2 separate regions of the Sus scrofa genome follow, and region 2 is linked to region 1. Evidence: chromatin contacts called from public Hi-C data. All regions are on one chromosome and are shown on one strand. Each heading gives the region's core, a stretch centred on a gene start, on an enhancer-like site or on the middle of the called end of the contact. The rest is flanking DNA. Distances are from core to core; before and after follow the strand shown. Region 1 has its middle 60 kb from the start of GGTA1P. Region 2 overlaps DAB2IP (disabled homolog 2-interacting protein).

Region 1 (3,280 bases), core at 204-2,703:
CTAAGGTTCCTGCATTTTCCCACAGGTGGTAAGAGTGCTAATTTATATTAGATTTTAATAAGTCAAGGATACGTGTTGTAATCTCTAGAGCAAGCACTAAAAGAATGAGAAACTAACACGTGAATGAAAAGATGACATGGGTTAATAAAAGATACCAAATCAGGAGTTCAGTGGTAACGAACCCAACCAGTTTCCATGAGGACACAGGTTCAATCCGCTCAGTGGGTTAAGTATCAGGGTTTGCATGAGCTGTGGTCACAGATGTGGTCTTATTCCCACAGCGTTGCTGTGGCTGTGGCGTAGGCTGGCAGCTGCATCTCCAATTGGACTCCTAGCCTAAGAACGTCCACACACCTCGTGTGTAGCCCTAAAAAGCGCGTGCGCGCACACACACACACACACACACACGAATCAATCCAGAGTGGGATGAGAAAGGAGAGAAATTTTTCTTTCTTTCTTTTTTTTTTTTTTTTTTTTTTTTTTTTGTCTTTTTGCCATTTCTTGGGCCGCTCCCGAGGCATATGGAGGTTCCCAGGCTAGGGGTCAAATCGGAGCTACAGCTGCAGGTCTGTCTACACCACAGCCGAAGCAATGCAGAATCTGAGCTGTGTCTGTGACCTACACCACAGCTCACTGCAATGACGGATCCTCTACCCACTGAGCAAGGCCAGGGATCGAACCTGCAACTTCATTTTTCCTAGTCAGATTCATTTCTGCTGCGCCACGATGGAAACTCCAAATATTCTTAAATTGGGTGATGGTCACGCAGGGTTTGTTTCAATTTGATTCATATACTGTACGTACGTTAGATAAATATTCTTTTATCTCTATAGTTAACAAAAAAAATTTTAAAAACAATGCAAGTGGGGAATTCCCACTGCGGCATAGTGGGTTAAGCTGTGGCATAGTTTACAGCTGCGGCTTGGATTTGATTCCTGGATGGGGAACTTCCAGGTGCCACAAATGTGACCAAAAATAAAATAAACCAAAGCAAGTAATAAAACAGGCACATGTAATATGATCTCATTTGCATACATGTATATGTATATTAAAAATAAAGAAAAGGAAACAAAATAAGTGAGACAAATAGAAATATATACATATGTTTTCTCTATAGAGAAAAATCTAGAAGTCTATTTGCCAAAACGCAATCAGTGGATGTCTGGGGCTGGGGGGGGTTTGAATGTGGGGAGGAAACTCAGTTTCTGCTTTATATGAAGTCTACAGAGTTCATTTTTTTTTCAGTAATCATGTATTACTTAAATAAATACAAATAATAATCCACAAATATATTTCCATTCTGAAGAAATACATTTTTTAAATGTAATGAGAATAGGACCTGGTGTGGCTTGCAGCCCTGAAAGGCCTTATAGAATGTGGGCTCTTCACCCAGCGCTTAGTACCAGAAGCTGACCGACCTCCTGCTGTCCTGACCCGCGTCGCCCACACGGTGGCGCTGCGGGGCAGGTTCAGCCGCTCCCGGAAGAGGCAGGAGTGGTGGTGGGAGGGAGTGCGGTGCTGTCGCGGTGGGGAGGGGGGCGGCGCATCTTCAGGAACAGATTTATTTCTTCAGCATCCTGCCGACAGCCTTACCAGGTGGCATCCGGAGCGCTCGCACGCAACGAGCCAGTCTCCCCCGTAGGTGGCTCGGGAGCCTTTCAGCGCCAGCTGCCGGGCTATTATCCGCGCCGCCGTGCTGCCGCCCGACCCACCTCGCGCTGAGTTAAATGCCCTCAGGTATCCCAGTGCCCTGACCGGATTCCCAGAGCAGGCCTGTGGCGCTCTCACGGAGCCTGCTAAATCATGGACCTGTCTCCAGAGGTAGTGAGTTCTCAGTCCCTGCAGGGGTGCAAGCCATGTTGACCCACCTCACCTGTCAAGGGAGCTGCAGGAGGGTGGAGGGGGGTCTCGCCTTGGGTGACTGATTAATCCTGGGTCTCTCTGGGTTGTGAATGGGTGTTTCTCATCTCTATCTCTGAAGTCTCCCACATGTAAATCTGAGCAAGTCGCTACCTGCTTAAGACACTCCATGGCTTCCCATTGCCCTCAGGAGAAGGTCCACATTCCTAAGTCTGCCTCCTGAGGTTCTTCACCACCACCACACCCCCAACCCACCACCACCTGGTACCCCAAGAGCTCCATCACACTGAATCCTTCATTTCCCTCCTACCAATCATGCTCTCTCTCACCTCTGAGCCCTTAGCATGCTGTTCCCATTTGTTCAAACACTTTTCCAACCCCCTTTTTACTTGGCTAACTCTGACTCATCCTTCAGACCTATGTAAATGTTGCCTCATTTAGAAGCCCCTCTGACCTAATGCCACACTTGACTCTAATGACACGCTGATTGCCTGCTTCTCCCTTTGGATGGTGGGTCTCTGGAGGGCAGAGGTTGTCTGCCTGGATCATCATTGCTTTCTCAGGGCCAGGGTGGCACCTCATAGGTGCTTTATGAATTCTTGTGTGTGAACCAATGTTCCTGAATGCGCATCGAGGGCCCTTCCCTTTTTGTTTATTTTTTTAATCACTTAAAAAAATTGTAGTATAGTTAATTGACAAAATTTTATTAGTTTCAGGTGTATGGCAAAGTGATTCAGCCCTTTTTTTTTTTTTTTTTTTTTTTTTTTCTTTTTAGGGCCACACCTGTGGCACATGGAATTTCCCAGGCTAGGGGTCCAATTGGAGCTGTAGCTGCTGGCCTACACTACAGCAATACGGGATCTGAGCAGCGTCTGCAACCTACACCACTGCTCACGGCAATGCCGGATCCTTAACCCACTGAACAACGCCAGGGATCAAACCCACATCCTCATGGATACTAGTTGGGTTTGTTTCCGCTGAGCCACAGCAGGAATTCGCTGGCCCCTTCCTTTTGGGGTGCCTGAGGACATGGCAGAGGTGCTCTGTGGGTGGGCAGGGCACGGTACAACTGTGCCCCCCCACTGGGCTCTGCTGCTTGGGGAAATAAGCTGCCGTGGCTGGAGGCTGCCTCAGCCCCTCCCCTGCACACAGAGGGTGGTGGACACACGCTGATCTCAAGCAGTAGCAGGATATAGGTGGGTGTATGGCTCATCTCCACCCAGCATGCTCCCTACACATGGGGTCAACTCGCAGAGCCCACGTGCCCCATGGATGTTGGCCATTGCCCCCTGAATGCCCTCAGCACCCTAAACTTATCTGAGTTTATCATGCTTCCCCAAATTGCTTCTCCAATCCACGCCCCCTCCATCCCTCTCCCACCCACTCTCCTCATCACCAAAGACTGGTCTCTAGTCATGGA
Region 2 (3,280 bases), core at 519-3,018, 180 kb after region 1:
TGCAGGTCCCGAAGCTGCAGCCTTGAGAGAGGCAGGAAGCTTGCTCAGGGCCGAGCAGCAGGTCTTGTGGGCCCAGGGTCACAGACAGGTCAAGGGCAGACAAGGACAGGAGCCCAGGACTCGCTGGCCTGGTTCCTTGTTCCCTCCCAGTGAGAGGGACATCTCCATGAGGGCATGGGGTTGACTGGATGCCCAGCCCCGGGCCTGGCCCAGCGTGAGATGGATACTGGGCAGCCCAGCGGACAGCGATCCCCCTCAGGATCCCAGCTTTTACTCCTGGACCTTGTGACCCAGACCACCCACTCCTCTCTCCAAACCTCCGTTTCCTCTGCTTCTAAAGCCTCCTTCAGCAAATCCTTGGGATTGACTGGGTGTATTCGGGAAGGGTCGCCCCATGAGCCAGGGCTCTCAGACCTACTGGAGCTATGCTCCCCGTTTCTGCTGGGGCGGCGCCTCCTTTGGTCCAGGGCTGTGCAGTGATGTGGGTGCCTTGGTCAGAGCACCTGTCACAGCACTGCCTGCTAAGTCCAGGCTGCCGCAGCATGGACCATCCTGCATATCTGGTCCCCAGGAGCCAGGCCTCGGGCTGCACAGTAACCGTGGCCCGTGGGGAGCCATCTTGTCCTGGTTGCCAGGGTGTGGACCCTCCTTTTCCAGCTCAGCCCTGTTGGTGTTGGGACGCACAGGCTCCTGGGGCTCAGTAGGAGTATGGGGACAGATCACGCCAATTCTAGGGGCTGCTGGGACTTGCCCCGTTGCCTCAGAACCCAGGGCGAGAGGGACCGTGCCTCCAGGCTCTGTCTTCCCAGGCAGTGCGGCCAGCCTCCCTGCCTTTTAAGGACAGGCTCTGTCTCCCCAGGGCCCTGGGGGCCACCAGGCTACTACATTCTTCTCCCCTCCCTTGGGACCCCAGCGGGGCCAGGAGGGAGCACTGGCCTCAGCAGCTGGTTCCCAGGCCAGCGGGACAAGGCTGGGCCTGGGGAAGAGGTGGCTCTGCTGAATATTCCAGGGCGGGGAGGCTGTGCTGTTTGTTTCCTGCTGCTTAATTCCCAGGAGGTCGTTGCCCTCACCCTGACTGTGCCCCAGGACCTGGCCCCTTATATTGTGGCCACAAGTTTCCAGCACAGTTCCCTGGACCTGCCTGGCTGTGACAGGTGGAGGCATGGCTGGCATGTTCTGACCTGACTCCAGAGACCACAGGTCCTGCCAGCCCTCAGTGGACACCTCCTCCGTAGAGACCAACCTTGTCCAGAATTTCTGTCCCCCTCCAGGCATGGTTGTGGCCGTGGGCAGGGGCCTGAGACCACACGGGGGTGTGGGTGGGAAGCGGGGCTGGGGATTCTGCTCTCTCGTAGTCACAGACAGAGGGGCTGAAGTGGCCGCTCAGCAGGATCTCCCGCCCACCCCCAGGCATCCTCTTCTCTTTTCCTTTCACTTCAGGAAATTAAGGGCTTTTATGGGTCTTTGGAGGGGGGGTGGGGGGAAGGCAGCATCCCAGAGCATTTGGGTAGAGTTTGTTTGCAGATGGGACAAACTGAGGCCTGGAAAAGGTAAGAGATTGGTTTGGTCAGGGGAAAAAGGAACAGAATGGTCTGTGAAGTCCCTGTCTCGTCACCCCAAACTTGAGGGGTGTCACCTATCCTAGAAACATCAGCCTTGGTAACAGCATGTAGTCCTTCGTCGGCCTGGTTCACAGCTGTGCCCTCGCTCCTCTAGGGGTGCCTGGCCATGAGGCAGTGAACAGAGCAGACTGTCCTGAGTGGCCTTGACCCCTGCTCTGCCGAGCACCTCCCCTGCGTCGTCTCAGTTGATTGTCGCAGCAGCTCTGTGAGAAGGTGTGTCACTTCTCCCCACTTATAGATGGGGAAGCGGAGGCCTGGAGACTTGAACGAGTTTAAAGTACTTAAGGTTGTGTGCTTTATAGGGAAGCGGGGGCTAGATTTGTCATTAGGGCCTCCTGCCCTGCTGCCTGTCCCCAGCTGCAGGTGTGTGTTTATTCCTGGGCATACGCTGCAGCCTGCCTGTCATGGGACAGCCCCTCTGTGGCGGATCTGAAAGAGGTCTTCTGGCTAGCACGCTTCCAGAGGCGGGGTGTCCACCTCTCTAGAATCGAACCAGCCTGGCCCATTTGGGGACAGTGTGACTGAGCTGGAATCAGCCTCTCCTGGTCTCAGCCCTGCCCTCTGGGGCCTGCTCAGCAGCTCCCTCTGCCCACTTGAGTTCTGGAGGAAGATTCTGAGCCTCTTACTTCCCAGGCTGTCCCTGTCCCACTCTCAGCTTACCCAGCTCCTAGCTGGGAATCTCCTTCCCATGTCACATAGGGCGTTTTAATTATCAGAAGTTTATTTTCAGGTCCCCTCCCTCCCTGAAATAATGGGGAATTTGCTCAACCTCTGTGTCACTAACCTTTTAAGAGAAAAAAAGGATGGAGTTGAAAAACAGCTCATGGGTTGGCTGGAAGGCTATCAGATAAGGCTGCAGCCGGGGGACGGGGACAATGTCCCGTTGTTCCTGCTCCAGCCTCACAATGAGCTGCTGTTGGGGCCTGGCTGTATCTCCACCAGCAGCTCCGCCCTGCCTCTGGCGTGCCCACGTTTCTCTTCCTCTCCGACCTGGAATGAGCGGGCACGGTGTGCAGGTCAGCTGGCTTGTGGCCCTGTGCGCCGCCCGTGGGCAGTGGGGAAGGCAAGGCTTGGGCCAATGCAGTCAAGCTTGGAGTCTGTTGAATGGGGTTCAAATCCCATTTGGCCACCTGCCACCTGTGCAATCTTGGACAAGCCACCTGGCCTCTCTGAGGTACAGTACCTCAGTCCCGCTGGGTTCCCGTGAGAATTAGGTGAGGAGAGAGGTGGGAAGGTGGTGTGGGGTGGGGTTCAGCCCCCCGGGCCTGGTAGTAAATGCTCATCTGTCTGGAGAGATCAGGGCCAGCGTGATGGTGGCTGCATTCGGACTGGACTTGAGGCTGAGGAAAAAGGCTGTGGTCAGGCAGAGACGTGGAGGGGAAGCTGGGCGGAGGCCCCCCAGAGGGAGGGAGGGCCAGGGGCCAGCTGGGGAGGAGAGTCTTGGTGATTGCCAGGATGTGGGGTGAGGGGCTGGTTTTGCGGAGGGCTCAACCCCAGGTTAAGACACTGTGGCTTGGTTCTCCATAGGCTGCGAGGGGAGAACCGAGGGCGGGGGTGACACTGTGTTGGGCAGAGGACCCTTCCGGTGGGAGGGCACTGCTCCCCACCTTTGCTGCCCCCCAGGCCCTGACCAAGACAGCTCTCAGAGGCAGGGAGGC

The links. A called contact is a pair of places that touch in the nucleus more often than the background predicts.
Region 2: a contact with region 1 is called in a Hi-C map of retroperitoneal adipose tissue, with 1.7 times the contacts expected there. The contact joins two enhancer-like sites. A contact is called at or near these places in 3 of 47 Hi-C or Micro-C datasets (embryonic fibroblasts, epiblast stem cells and retroperitoneal adipose tissue) and 1 of 2 datasets of contacts at active chromatin or transcription factors (skeletal muscle).

Annotation. Positions count from the first base shown.
Region 1 is chr1:261,645,923-261,649,202 of Sscrofa11.1, forward strand. No RefSeq gene overlaps it. Among named protein-coding and RNA genes, the nearest start is that of GGTA1P, 60 kb to the left of the region's middle. Within about 2 kb of position 1,454, at least 15 of the 83 cell types and tissues checked have an H3K27ac peak or open chromatin away from gene starts, as enhancers often do. A contact at or near this core is called in retroperitoneal adipose tissue, where this site is marked.
Region 2 is chr1:261,824,728-261,828,007 of Sscrofa11.1, forward strand. The region is part of intron 3 of DAB2IP (disabled homolog 2-interacting protein); the gene reads left to right. Among named protein-coding and RNA genes, the nearest start is that of DAB2IP, 94 kb to the left of the region's middle. Within about 2 kb of position 1,769, at least 25 of the 83 cell types and tissues checked have an H3K27ac peak or open chromatin away from gene starts, as enhancers often do. A contact at or near this core is called in retroperitoneal adipose tissue, where this site is marked.